2 separate regions of the Sus scrofa genome follow, and region 2 is linked to region 1. A link is a contact called in public HiChIP or PLAC-seq data. All regions are on one chromosome and are shown on one strand. The core of a region is the stretch at or near the end of the contact, and the rest is flanking DNA. Distances in the headings are between cores, read along the strand shown.

Region 1 (7,497 bases), core at 437-2,936:
GAGTTCCCAGGCTAGGGCTAATCGGAGCTGTAGCCGCTGGCCTACACCAGAGCCGCAGCAACAGGGGATCGGAGCTGCATCTGCAACCTACACCACAGCTTACGGCAAAGCCAGATCCTTAACCCGCAAGGTCAGGGATCGAACCTGCAATCTCATGGTTCCTAGTCAGATTCGTTAACCACTGAGCCCCTACGGGAACTCCTGACTCAGACCTTTTTTAAACCAGACATAGCATTTAAAATAGTGCTTCTCCAACTATCTATAGCAATGGGCAGTTTTTGTTGTTTTTTCAAGCTTGTGGACTGTTTATATCTTGTAGAATATAATAAAAAGTGAATTAGAAAAAATAAATGGTAGTTCCCTGGTGGCCTAGTGGTTAAGGATCTGGTGTTGTCACTGCTGTGGCTCAGGTCATTGCTGTGGGGTGTATTTTATCCTGGCCCAGGAACTTTGCATGCTACAGGCATGGCCAAAATGAGTGGATGAATGAAAAGAAACAAAGGCACAAGGAGTACAAACCCAGTTTGTGGTCTATCATTAGAGTCAACAGGCATACAAGTTACACTGTGAAATTGCTAAAAAAAAAAAAAAAAAAAGTTAATTTCTGAATTCAGCTTGTCAAAGACTTGTGGCAAAGCTCAGAACATACATCAGCTTTTCTTATTTGCGTGCACAGCATTGACAGAGCAGGTGGGCTCCAGGCAGGGACTTTACAGGTCTCTGGGGCCCTGGTTCTTCCCAGAGGGCCCAGCCCAGGACATGGAAATGTTTTATGCAGAATAAAATTCAGTCAGTGGGCTAGCAAGTCTCCCCTAAATGAAATTTGTTCACCTGGTGGAAGGCAGAATTCTAAAGCAAAGTGTGCTTTACCTTGTTTTGCAATTATCAAAAACCACATCTTTGTAGATTTCAAAAGAAAAAAAAAAACCTTAGTTATAAGAAAGCCACAGTTTGTTCCTGAGTTGTGTGTACCTAACCTCAGCCACCGTCTTTGGCTCTAGGTGGTGTCAGTGGCTAAGGTGTGTGGAGTGGCCCATGAGTCCCCATCTGTGAAGAGGCTCCGCTTGCTTGTTGCTGATAAAGATTTTTCTTTTAAAGCCGGCCAATGGTAAGTAGCTTTTCTGTCTCCTAAGTGTTGTGTGTGTTCTGGGTGCTGCCAGATATAAGAACTTTATTTTTCCTTCTGGAAAGGACTTCTGTGGCCACTGTTTCTCCTGAGGCATAGGGATTCTTAGAGCGTCTCCATTCAGGCTGTGCTTTTTTTTGTCACAGAGAGTCTGATTCCTTTTCTTGTCCCAGAGCTCACCTTGGTTTTGAGCCCATGACCCTCTTAGACATAAGAAGAAAATTGCTGCCTTGAGTTTTCCAGATTGAAACAAAGCAGCTAGTTGTGGCCAAGGACCCTGATGAAGCCCAACAACTCTGGTGATTCAGGAGTGGATAGTGGATAATAGAATGCACTGCAGTAATCTAATCTGAAATACAGAGTAAACACAGCAGGCTGAAACTGGTTCTTCTAACCAGTTCTGTCACAGAGCTGCTTGCCCTCTGGCCCGAATTCCTGCCTCCCTCATACTGTATTTTGTGGAGTTGAAATATTTTGCTGAATTTATTATCAGGGTCCCCCCATCTGGCCCAGCCCACATCACACTCAGGACTCTGAGGACTAGTCAGTATGCTGCCAGGGTGACAGCCCAGCTGTCCCACTGTTCCTGAGAATGGCCTCCCTGAGCTGCAATTCAAGTTGAATTGTAAATAAAGTGACTTGTATTTCCTTAGGAAAGGTGTGTTTGGGTGTCTGTTTCCTTGATTTAAATAAAGCATTCATTTCTAAATGAATTTCTGGCATGTCAGTCTTGGTAGTCTTTCTTAGGAGTCACTTGACTAATTTTGGCAGTCCATCTGGAAATGTGGTTTTGTTAGAAGGAGGATGTGTGATAATAGCAAGTGTGATAATAGCAAGAGTTAGCAGTCTTGTGTTAATAGTTTGCCTTTGAATTTAGAACTAGAAAACAAGATGCTGATTGCAATAATTTGCGTTCATGAAGCAATTTACTGCAATCTTTGCACATGTTCGGTGATACATATTAAGTGCATTTGGGCTGGTTTGGGGGGGTGGGCAACGTTTTTTACCCTTCGAAACTAGTTTAGCTGTTATTACACTGAAAAGTGCAAACTTTAATTGTAATGATCTTTCTTTCCACATTTCCCTTCTGGGAAAGTGTTTGTGTCCTGTGCACACCCTTAGCTCCGTGCCTTCAGTTTAGGATTGTGCCAAGACTCTGACCCCAGTGTCCTGATTAGAAAAACCCTGTGCCTTGGTTATGTTGCTGCTTCCCTGGTGTGCGTGCAATTGTACTAGCACTAGCAAAAACTGTGAAGAAAAATGTCATCATTCCCTAGTGATACACATAGAAATAGGGTCCCGTTGTGATCCTCAAGATAAAATCACTCGGGGTTGGTGTTACATACCCCGTATCAGTGAATAGATTTGGTGACTTCCCTGATGTTGGGGCTGGTTTTAGTACATGCCTGACATGGGGGCGGATCACCTCTGGCTGGTCAGTATTGACCATTTCCCTGCCAGGTGTCCTTAGCACTCACTCCTGGCGCCTGGACTGTCCTCTTTAAAAGATTATTCCCTCACCACTGACTCACTCTACGACTCTGGAAGCTGTGAGCCCTTTGGATGTGTGACTTTGTGGTTACAGAATGGCCCTTTGCTGAGGTGTGGCATTGCTCCTTCAGCGTTGTTGCTGGGATGGCTTATGTGCCAGGCTCTCCTAGATCGTCTGATATACAGTCACCTCCGCTTGGCACTTGGGGGACGAGGCAAGGATTAGGGAAAGAGGGAGTGTGTGATTGTGGCTGATGCAGCTTGTGTGCTTGGGATGGTCAGAGTAGAGTGCTGCGTGGGGTAGGGAGAGGATTGCCACTGGGCTCTTGGGATAGGGGTTGGGCCATGACGATACACTCCTGAGCTCTTTCCCCCGACACTTGCCAAACTCTGGGGCAGGCTGCAGGCCCGCCTCTGAATGGATGAGTGAATGCTCTGAAGCTAGCCTTCAGCGAAGACCAGAGATGGGTCTCTGGGGTTCTTCCTGCTATGTGGTGTTCTTTCTGGGTCTCCAGAGGGTTCTGGTTCCTGTCTTGGGGAACCAGTTCTAAGAACCCACACAGTCCAATCCAGAGAGAAGGGCCAAAGAGAAAACTCCTAGAAACCATTTCTCCCATGTGCCGGGCTAAACCTTTTGGGCCTGTCTGACCAGTCGGTCACCACTTGGCACCTTGCTCCTTGGTGAGTCCTACTCTTGACCATCTTAGAATTCTCCTCCCTGAGGGTGGAAATATCTGGACTCCCCCTTGGGGCTGGAGTGTGCCACTGGCAGTCCTCACTCGGTGTGCGAGAGCCTGGAGTTGCCAGGATCAGCGCTCCTTGGGGGCATTCACTGGAGGCCAGGTCCGTTCCCTCTGGAGGCTGTATCACAGCGTCACACGCCCCATGCTCTGTAGACTGCGTGGCCCACAGGCTGGCTTTTTCTACCTGCTGGCTCTGTGATGTGGGCGGCTTCCTTCTTTCTCTGGGCTTCAGTTTCTATGTCTTTAAAGAGGGAACAGTAATATTTCTCTGTCTTAGGATACGTCAGGGATTTAGCACAATGTCTGATGTTCACTTTATTTGGTTTGGTTCAGTATTTTGTTATAGTTAGACCATCTGTGCAGGTGAGGCCCAAGGGACAGGTTGTAACTCTTACTTAGTTCCTCAGCCAGTTCCCCTGTAGTGAGGCTGTTGCGGGCGAGTACACATCTCTGCTGTGCTGACCCAGCTCATGTACCATCAGTACTCACTCCATGCCAGGCATGTGTGCAGATCACTGCCTGAGGGTAGCAGGCCCAAGCGTTTTTGAAGAGAGACGTGTGTACCTCTGACTTTGTGCAGGAGAACACAAGTGTTTATGCTGGAAGATGACCAGGCTCTACTAAGAGAAGGAAGACACCAGGAAGAAAGGTGACTAGATTGGAGGGAGGCGATTTGAGAAGTAGGACTCTTCCCCCACGTATTCAGCCCACAGGTCCTACAGCCCTGACTTACCCGGCCACACGGAGGTGCTCGCTCCCTGGCGTCTTTGCTCAGACAGTGTCTTCCCCCAATGCTTGTCTGATGAGCGATGTGCCTCAAGACTCCTCTGTGAAGTCTGTCTTAATCCTTCACCCCTCTTAGAGTTGACTGCTTCTTCCGAGCCTCCATGCCCCAAGCAATTTTTTGCTTTAAAATAAACAGTTCTTGTATTAGTATTTTCCCGATAAAATTAGGATCACACATGTTGGAGCTCAGAAGAAATCTTGGGAGCATTTTCTTGCTCCCAAGATTTTTTTCACAGTGCCGTTTAATCATTTATCTGTTAATTTCACTCCCATTTGGGAGTTTATCGAGGGAGGGAACCAAGACATACTTGCATCTTTACCTCCAATACCAATCCCAGTGGGTGGTTATGCTGTTCCTTGTTGAAGGTCCAAGGGTTTTGGGATCTCGGGGTAGAGGATCGTCATTCGGTTTGTGTGCTTGCCCTGTACTGGGCCCTGGGACTGCATCTCAAGCAGACGGAGCTGCCGGGTGTGTCACACTGGATGTGGTTGTGAGCGTTTCGCTGCAGAACTAGCCCTTTCTCTCTGCCTTCATAAAGTCAGTCATCTGGGTGCTAAAAGGGCATTTTTGAAGGGGTGTGTATAATATGTTTAAAATTTAATTCTTTGCTGGAAAGATGTTTTAATAAATATGTATTGTGCACACATGCAGATGAAATTTTTCTGTAATGTTTAACGAAAGAGCCCTTTTTTGCTAAAGGTGAAAGCTTTCCAAAGTTAGTAGAGAAATTCAACTCACTGGAGAGAAAGGTCTTTATCAACATAAAGCAGCAGAGGGTGCTGTAGTTCAGGAGATAAAGCAGCAAAAGTAGCTCAGAGATTGTTCTAAAACACAGAAGCTGTAGAGATGCTATATACTTCTCTGAAAGCACATAGCAGCTGTGTTAATAAATGTTAACTATAGTCTTTTATAGTTTTATAGTTAACTATATCTTGTCTGAAATGGGATGGAAATTAAGGTATTCATGGGACGGACTCAAGTGAATATAGGTGAAAGTCGCCTCATGACCTCTTCAGGAGCACTTCCAGTCCAGAACTATTTTTTTTTTTTTTTTGAAGATTTTTTTTTTTTTGTCTTTTTTGTTGTTGTTGTTGTTGCTATTTCTTGGGCCGCTCCCGCAGCATATGGAGGTTCCCAGGCTAGGGGTTGAATCGGAGCTGTAGCCACCGGCCTACGCCAGAGCCACAGCAACGCGGGATCCGAGCCGCGTCTGCAACCTACACCACAGCTCACGGCAACGCCGGATCGTTAACCCACTGAGCAAGGGCAGGGACCAAACCCGCAACCTCATGGTTCCTAGTCGGATTCGTTAACCACTGCGCCACGACGGGAACTCCCCAGAACTATTTTTTAAGACCATAATGAATGACTAGATATCTAAGGCCAGAGATGAGAAAAGAACATCTTTTAAGGTCTTGGATCAAATTGGGAGAGAAGCTCAGCTGCTTTTCTTGTAAGCCTGCTGGTAGGGGAACAACGGGGGGGTAGGGGGTGGAGATGATACTGTCGCTTTTTTTTTTTTTTTTTTTTTTTTTAAGTACTATCACTTCTTGATGGTTAAGAAACAGCTATATTGGATTTTTGGGTTTCCTGGACATGGGGATAAGAATTTTCTCTGGCCCCAGGTCCTAAAATATTTCTATTTCTTGGTATGTGACTAGATTTGTTGCATTTCCTAAAATCCCCACTCCAAAAACGTTTCTGTGGTGTAGAATTACCAAATGATTGAAACTTGTGAGAGTTCCTGACCACAGAAATGTGAAGAGTGTCAGAATTCAGGAGGCCACAACAGCCTTTAAGCTTGTCAAATGCCAGTGAAAGAGTATTTGTTGCCTTTTTTTTTTACACTTTAAAAAAACTGTGTTTTATTGAGATGGTATATACTTTATATATCATAAAATTCACCCATTTACAGTGTACAATTCAGTGATTTTTTTTTTTGTATATTCACAGGATGGTATAGTGTTCAGCCCAAACTTTAGAACATTCTCATCATCCCGGAAGAAACCCTGGACCAATTATCATTCACTCCCCGTTCTCAGCCCTCTAGGCAACCACTGTTCTACTTTCTGTACTTTTGGATTTGCCTGTTCTGGACATTTCATATCAGTGGAATTATACAATATGTGGTCTTTTTTTGTAGCTTGCTTCTTTCCGCAACATAATTCTTTGTTGACGTCTGTTGTGGCATCGTGTCAGTAATTCGTTGTGTCGTGTGGATGTACCATGTTTTGTTTATTCATTTATCAGTTGATGAACATTTAGATTGTTTTGAAACTTTTAGGTTATTATTACTACTGTTATTATTTTCATTTTACGGCCACTCCTGTGGAAATTCCCAGGCCAGGGGTTGAGTCAGAGCTGCAGCTGCCATCCTACACCGCAGCCACAGCAACACTGTATCCTTCATCCACTGAGTGAGACCCGGGATGGAACCCATGTCCTCACGGAGGCTCTGTGGGGTCCCTAAAATCCGCTGAGCCAAAATGGAAACTCCTAGGTTATTATTGACAGTTCATGTACATGTTTTTGAGTGGATATGTATTTTCTTTTTTCTTTGGTATAGAGCCTAGGAGTGGACTTGTCGGTCATGTGGTAACTCTCTTTAACATTTTCAGGCACTACCTGATTGCTTTCTAAGTGGCAACACCATTTTACGTTCCCACCAGCAATGTATAAGGGTTCGAATTTCTATAGAGCCTCATGAACACTTGCTTTTGTCTTTTTGATTAGCCATCCATTCTAGTGAGTGCGAAGTGATAGCTCATTGTGATTTTGATTTGCATTTCCCTAATAACTAATTATGTTGAGCATCTTTTCATATACTTAGCCATTTATATGTCTTCTTTGGAGAAATGTTTGTATAAATCCTTTGCCCGTTTTTTGAGTTGTCTCTTTTTTTGGCCACATCTGTGGCATGTGGAAGTTCCTGGGCCAGGGATCAAACCCAGGCCACAGCAGCAACCCAAGCCACAGCAGTGATAACCCTGGATCCTTAACCTACTGTGCCACAGGGGAACTCCCAAGTTTGTCTTTTTATTATTGACTTGTAAGAGTTATTTACTCTGTATACAAGTCTCTTATTAGATACATGATTTGAAAATAGTTTCTCCCATTCTGGAGGGTCATCTTTTAACTTTCTTGATGGTATCATTAAAAAAGTTTTTAATTTTATACAATCAAGTCTCCTCGTTGTTTTCTTTGACATTTGTGTTTTGTTTTCACTTCTAAGTAATTATTGCTGTGAAGTTACTTCTGTTAGTCTGCTTCTAAGAGTTTGTAATTTTAGCTTTTGCATTTAAATCTATTATCTATTCTGGGTTAATTTTTTTATATGGTGTAAACAGGGG
Region 2 (7,166 bases), core at 492-2,991, 720 kb after region 1:
AGGCCAGGCAGGAGAGCGGCTTGATTCTGGGAAGCCCCTGTAGGTGGGGACATGGTTCACCAGTAAACTGCAGTATTTTATGATTTTCCGTAGCCTGCTCAGAAGCTGCCTGCTGCATGAGCTGGTAGGTGGGCAGGGCTCCTGAATGCTGGACAACCATCCTCCCTCAACGCCCACCCCCCATCTCCAGCACTTGCTAGCCCTGATGCTCCCCACACTCCTGTGCTCCTGAGGGGCGAAACCCAGACCCCGCACACAAACCCACGGGCTGTGGGTTTATGTGCAAGGCTTCGTCCTGGTCCTCTCGCCTGCCACCGAAAACCGACTCCCAGGGCACTCCCAGTGCCCGACGCAAGATGTGTCCTGGTGTGTTTGGCCAAGGACACATCTCATTGAGCACAGCTGTGAGTTCACACAGACCCAGGCAGGTGTGCATGGGTGTGAGCACATGTGCATAGTATCGTTCTTGCCTAGAGACATTGGGACTAGCTGCTGGGGGAGGAAGGAGGACCCTCCCAGCACGTGGGAAGCAGGTGGGGGGGGGGGTAGGAGGGCTGTTCAAGCAAAGAACACGGGCCCTGAGGGTGGGAAGTCCCTGCTCTAGTGCCTACTCTGTGACCAGGCACATCACTTCATCTGTAAAATTGGCACAATCTCGCCGCCTCAGAGGGGCTGAGATCGCATGTAACTGGCCCAGAGCATAAACAGTAGTCCCCGTCACATCAGCGTGAGTTTTCAGAGGCTAGCACCAGGCAGCCCTCAATGCTGTAAGACCTGTCTGTGTATATTTTAGCATCACACAAACCTGAGAGCAGCAGCTTTGCTGTTTATGAAGACAGGGTTACTCCACTTCATAAAGGCAGGTGGAAAGTTGCAAAGTGAAAAGCAGAAGGTTAGGCTTCCCACCACCTTACTAGGGCAGTTAGTTGCCTCTTTCCTGGGAAAGGGGAAGATGGAGGAGCACATGAGTTCTGTGGTCAGCACCAGAAAGGACACTTGGGTTTGTACCATAAATGTTGTAGTAGCCGGTCAACTGGTTCTTGCTCTTCTAGCTATGCTAGTCCGGATACTGTAGACTCTTCACTGTGCTCAAAAATATTGCTCTTCATTACACAGGAATCTCCAGTTGCTTTTCCCTGTTAACTAACATCTATACTTAGCTAACACAGACCTGAGAGAAACTAATGACACCTTACAGTAAGAGTATGATTGGATTACTGTCTGTTAATTAGGAGTTTCTAAATCACCTTGATCCCCCTTGGAGAAAAGGCTTGATATAAGTAGATGGTAATAAACGTGGTACTCTGTTTAATTCAAATTGTATCTTTTGAAATTTAATTAATTTGGTAATAATAGTTTAAACGAGCATGTCAAAACTAAACGGTCCTTGGTGACTTGAAAGTAATATATAGCATCCAGAAGTTCCTACTACAGTCTCCGGAAGTAGCTTGCTCGCTGAGTAATTGGCTGTAAGGAGCTTGAGTTCCCCTTTCTTCCCACAGGGATGCTTAGTCTAGCTTTAAAATTCTCACCGGTTCTGGGAGACACTCCCCTGCATCCCAAACTCCTTATCTTAAAAACCCTCAAGACCGAGGGAGTCACAGTGGTGCCCTGGCCCTTCTTTCCCACCTCCCAGACATATATTGGAGGCAGAAGTGCATGGCCAGCTGTCGCCTGCATCCCCACTGGATGGCCCTGGCTGTCCACAGGCCCAGACGGAAGTGCCTTTCCCGGCAGTTCAGTCCTGCATGCTCATACCCTTCCTGCTCTCGTGACAGGATATTAGAGCGCCAGGCGCACTTACATCTCCTGCCGAGGTAGTGTGAGGGCGTCGTGTAAAGCACATCATGATTATTGTTTAGAAAATCAGAGAAGCACTCAGAGTCGAGAGGCGACAGCGACAAAGGCCCCAGAGAGGATAGGGTTTGTGTGTGCATCCTTGAGGTCACTGTGGTGCAGACCCATTCATCATGTGCGGGGAAGTAGCCTGTTCAGTGTGAGGATGTTACATAAGGCTTCCCACGCTAATCATGTGCCAAATGATATGTGACACCCCCAGTTCTTCCCTAATGAGGCTTCTGATCATGTGAGGTTGATCATTAAATAGAGACATAAGAGGATTATTCTAATTGGAGTGCATGTGAACTTACTATCTACCTGCCCTCCACACAGAAAAGCACTGCATGATGTATTTTTCATGAACTGATAGGAGTTATTGTAGAGTTCTTCTGGATAGATTTATGGTTTCATTGGAGTTCCTTTTTAGGGTAGTTTGGGTTCTGTTTTGTTCAATTTTCAACAGTTTCTGTTTTCTTTGAATATTGCATTGTACAGGAGCAGAAGCAGTACAAGAGCAAACCCAAAATTCAACTTTTTGAAATTCTGTGTACCTCTGAAATGAAAACTATTCAGAAATTCCAAAACTTTGGCAACAACTTATAGTAGGACAAACGTTTAAAAGCTGTATGTTGACTTCATAACTCATCTCTTGGTTTATTGGAACTCCTGGCTTTTCCAGAGCCTTCTTCTCTATTCCTCAAGCTATTCTGCACTACAGAGCTTCACCAGGTCATATTTAAATATGTTTGGGAAAATATGGAGACGTCTAGTCATGCTAAGTCTCAGTTAACCTAGAAATACGAATGAATTCCTTTTGCATAAAAGCTTGGTTGTGGCTTCATTGTTTATTCACTTGTCTTCATGAAATAAAAATTTCTTTCTGGTTTAAAGGATGGTTTTTGATAAGGTCAGTCACCCTGGTGCATTCGCTGTTTTATTTCCTCTAAGCCCTGGCTCTTTGATTTGGTCTTTTTTACTTTTATTCCTCCATGTAGTGCCTTTCCCCCCTTCTGTTTCCTCTTTGTGGTGTTTTCTCTCATCTTCGCTCCCTTCTCCTGCCTCCAGCCTGACAAATGTGTATTACTAAGGACTTCTAGTGGCTAAAGCTGGAAGTGCCTCTTAGAAATACCCACAGTGTAAACTTGGGTCCATCCCAAGTGCAGTGGGCACCAGAGCAACTCCTAGAAAGTAAGAACCAAGAGAAAGTAAGAACCAAGGGGAGTACTTTGGTTGTTTTGACTGCATGATACTGTTTATTTCCATGAATTTTATACTGAATCCAAATGGTTGTTTAGGGGAGTACGGCCAAGATCTATATTGCTATCTGTCTAGTAATAAGCATAGTGTCTCTTTGCTTGTATATGGACATGGTAATTCACTTCGGGAACTACGGTTTAATTAAAACTGCATTACTAGGAAATGCAGCCGTTTCTGAGCCTATGAATATAGTTCTAAACTGATTTAGAGTGATAAGTGGTAGATAGAGACGTGGATTGTGAAAATTCAGCCAGGTACCTACAGATTCTAGGGGATGTAATTTTATGGGATTTGATCTGAAATGTAGTGAGTGAGATACTCAGATTATAGCAGTGCTTAGACGAAAGTTAAGTGGCAGGAGAGCTCCATTCATCACCCTTAGGTATGTACTACCATGCTAGCCCTGCAGTGAACTTTATGACCAATTAAGAGCATATGTAGAAGCCAGAAGGATTCTTGACTTCTCTAGAATGTGGACCCTGGGTCACTCATAATTCAGGATTTGCTCCAGATTTATACAGCATCTCTTCTCTGACAAGCAATGATTGTTAAAATAGTTTAAAATAATTGAGTACAGTGTTGAGGCAGGCTTGTATGATGCCACAAGCATACTTAGGTTGAAGTTGATAGATGTTGAGAGCTTAACTCTACGTCACAATAAAATTGCATAGATTTTGAAATACTCTCCCTTTTATAGTCAGTTCTGCTGTAAAACTTGTTTTGAAAATGTAGCTTTGTTTGTGTGTTATTATTTGTGTGCATTAGGGAACAACTTTACCCTAACAAGAATTTTGTGTTTGTCTGCGTACAGTTTTGACCACAAGAAACACAAGTGAGGGCAGAGCACTGCCCAGGGTGAACTGACCTTGCTACACACACCTCAGACACCTGCCAGCTACATCTGTTCACCAAGGCTGTTGTGAGCTGTGCCCTCCACGTCTTAGTTACAACCTCTCCTCAGGTGTCAGACCCCTCTTTCCACCACTCACAGTGACTCATGAGCTGCTGCCCTTCCCATCCCACTTCCACAAGAAACTTCAGATCGTTTTAATGTCAAGTGCCACACGCCACACTCATCAAAGTTTTTTGTCTTCCTTAATCATTGCAGGACTGTGCTGTTGTTTGCTTTCTGTTCCTGCCTTTTTTTTTTTTTTTTTTTTTTTTTTTTTTTGGGCCGAATCTTGCCTTTTTTTAAATTTTTGCTTTTTAGGGCCAAACTTGTGGCATATGGAGGTTCCCAGGCTAAGGGTCCAATCGGAGCTACAGCTGCCAAGCCTACGCCACAGCCACACAACTCCGGATTCGAGCCACATCTGTGATCTACACCACAGCTCACGGCAATGCCAGATCCTTAACCCACTGAGTGAGGCCAGGGATCAAACCCTCATCCTCGTGGATACTAGTTGGATTCATTTCCATTGCACTACGACATGAACTCCCTGTTCCTGCCTTTTTTTAATGTGTCACTGCAAAATTTCTAGTGTTGTGCCCTAACCCCATTCTCCCCACAAGCCTTGCATTATTTAATCACACAGTTTTTCACAGTGGGGAGATTCTTAGGAACACGTATGTCACATTACAGCAGAACTGTCAGTGCTTCGATTGCATTGACCAAAATTACCAGATGGCCAAATCCAGAGCTCCTAACTCTGTAGACCTTCCAGGAAATCTCCTCCTACCCCTGGCAGTGCTCAGCATTCTCGTTGTGCTCCTTGCCCTCTGACCATGCCTCTGCCTTTCTGACACTGGTTCTCTCTGCTTATTCATTTGAGTGATTCCTGAATATCATGCTGATGTTTTCATCTCATTTATCTTTCAAATTCCTCCCCCGGAGATGCAGACATTCCCTCATCTCAGCTGCTGCCTTGGTGCAGAAAACTCCCTATTCTCCAGCCCCAGAACCAAGCTTTCCCACAATTTCTAGCTGCTGCTGCAGGTTCTCAGAAGACACCCCTGTGCATCTCCAACCCCTCCTCTCAGCTGGGGCAGAGGGCCACATCCTTGAGGAGTCAACACGTTAGAGGCCTGCTGCGAACCTGGAAAAGCTTTATAGCTGTTGGGGGCAGTGTTTTCTTTTGTTGGTGATGGTGTTGTTTGTTTTTGTCTTCTTAGGGCTGCACCCATGGCATATAGAGGTTCCCAGGCTAGGGGTCGAATAGGAGCTACAGCTGCCGTCCTACACCACAGCCACAGCAACACAGGATCCGAGTCGTGTCTGCGACCTACGTGACAGATGCAGTGCCCGATCCTTAACTCACTGAGTGAGGCTAGGGATCCTACTCCCATCCTCGTGGATACTAGTTGGGTTCATTCACCACTGAGCCATGACGGGAACTCCAGTAGTTTCCTCATCTGTCCCCCTTACCCTCTTTGTTTTTGGCTCCTCTGCACCCAGGGCTCATTGGTCCCCTAGTCCTGCCCTGTCCTTCCCTAAGACTCTCTGCAGCCCCTCTCTCTTTCCCAGCCTCTCTGTATCCTGCCTACTTCTTGCCCCCCGTCACATCCAAACCCCCATTCCTCCCTTACCGTTTGTTCAGAGTCCTGACATTCTACCTCGACTGTAATTCTGTATCCCATCCAATCTTGCCCTTCTCTAAGCTCATTCCCTACTTTTCTCTAACACGCGTGGACATGACTGGAGAGCCTAACAATGCTTCACATGGATCTATATCCTGCCCCTCCTGTCGCATTGGCAGGGGGTCCTGTATGCAGTAGCACCCTGACACGCTCCTTGCTGCATGTTTGCTAACAATCCAGTATTGCCTTTTTTTCTGGCAGAGTTCTATCATTTTTCTCGTTTATAGATTTTTCCCCCAGTGACTTCCTATTATTTGCATAGTGAGAAATGTGGAAGTGAGGTTTCATGAGGAAACTAGGACGAGTTACTCTGGAAATGGTTTGTTATTTAGAAAGTGTTTTCCTAGTGACCTTGCTGGAAGGGATGATGACTGCAGCTGTTAATGGCCTGATGTCCCTTGGCCCCTGGATGGTACCCACTCAGCGGTGTGTGTCAGATGGGGGGGTGCAGCTTTAATGGTAGCTTCAGCTGGGCAAAGACCCCCTGTAGCCATGTAACTTTTGTGCCCCAGTGCAGATGTATGATTTTTATATTACTTTCAGGTATTGAAAAGCTACGTTGTCATTTCCAACAATAGCTTCATAAACAGTTTCTCTTCCATTAGTTCAGTTCTGTGATGTTTTGCTGTACTTGGAAGCTTTCGTGAAAGAAAATGTTTCACCTCTGCATTTCACTTTCGAAGTCCTGGATCCCAGAGTTCCCACATTTGATTCGAAAATTCTTCACCCACACAGTAATGATTATTGTGAAGTGTTGAAAACAGAAGTACCGTTGTTAACAGAGAGGATGTTACTTCCAGGAGCACCGAAAGAGGCACCAGAGTGTCGGATTCCTGAAGGAATTTCATTTTTAATTCTGTTCTCAGCCTTGGTGAATAGACTGACTTTGTAGGGCTGTGTAGCACAAGGGTGACAGTCCTTCAGCGACACTGAGCTTCAGAGACTGCCACAGAGATAGTTCAGATGGAGGGAAAATACTGCTTTGGATTGAACTGGTTTGTCTTCTGAAGACCTCAACCCTTGATTCACAGGCACTGCTTCGTTATCCATCCCTGGGGCCTCAAGAGGCAAGTCTTGCTTTGGTCAATTCCTCCCAGGATCTCCCCTGAGCCACACCTGCCACCTGGACATTCACTGTCCACAAAGGCTTGTATGGCTCTCAAGATGGCCTTGGAGCTCCGGGGGTGTTTGGGGGGGGGGTGGAGGAGAGGTGTATCATTTTTGTAAGTCCATTGGCAAGTTTGAGATCGATGCCCGATGATTTGAGTTGGGAAGGAGATCTATCTGTGGTGTGTCACAGAGTCACAGAACCCATAGGAAAGAACAAAACTTTTTTTTGCCATCTAGCCACTCTCTTTTACAATGACTTCAGCGCTTCTGGGACTTTTTAATCACTGGAAACGGCCACAGTCGAAGCAGTGGCAGCAACCATGTGTCAGAGTGAGGGCAGCCTCAGGAGGACTCAGTGGAGTCATTTTCAATTGGAAACTGAG

The links. HiChIP or PLAC-seq counts read pairs in DNA pulled down with a chosen protein or histone mark.
Region 2: an H3K27ac HiChIP or PLAC-seq map of alveolar macrophages shows a contact between it and region 1. The contact joins two enhancer-like sites. A contact is called at or near these places in 1 of 47 Hi-C or Micro-C datasets (embryonic fibroblasts) and 1 of 2 datasets of contacts at active chromatin or transcription factors (alveolar macrophages).

The regions. Positions count from the first base shown.
Region 1 is chr13:3,416,440-3,423,936 of Sscrofa11.1, forward strand. OXNAD1 (oxidoreductase NAD-binding domain-containing protein 1) reads left to right here. Exons shown (of 8, transcript XM_001925300.5): 4 at 1,002-1,108. Among named protein-coding and RNA genes, the nearest start is that of OXNAD1, 24 kb to the left of the region's middle. Within about 2 kb of position 1,687, at least 21 of the 83 cell types and tissues checked have an H3K27ac peak or open chromatin away from gene starts, as enhancers often do. A contact at or near this core is called in alveolar macrophages, where this site is marked.
Region 2 is chr13:4,138,505-4,145,670 of Sscrofa11.1, forward strand. All of the region lies in intron 4 of PLCL2 (inactive phospholipase C-like protein 2), which reads left to right. Among named protein-coding and RNA genes, the nearest start is that of PLCL2, 150 kb to the left of the region's middle. Within about 2 kb of position 1,742, at least 13 of the 83 cell types and tissues checked have an H3K27ac peak or open chromatin away from gene starts, as enhancers often do. A contact at or near this core is called in alveolar macrophages, where this site is marked.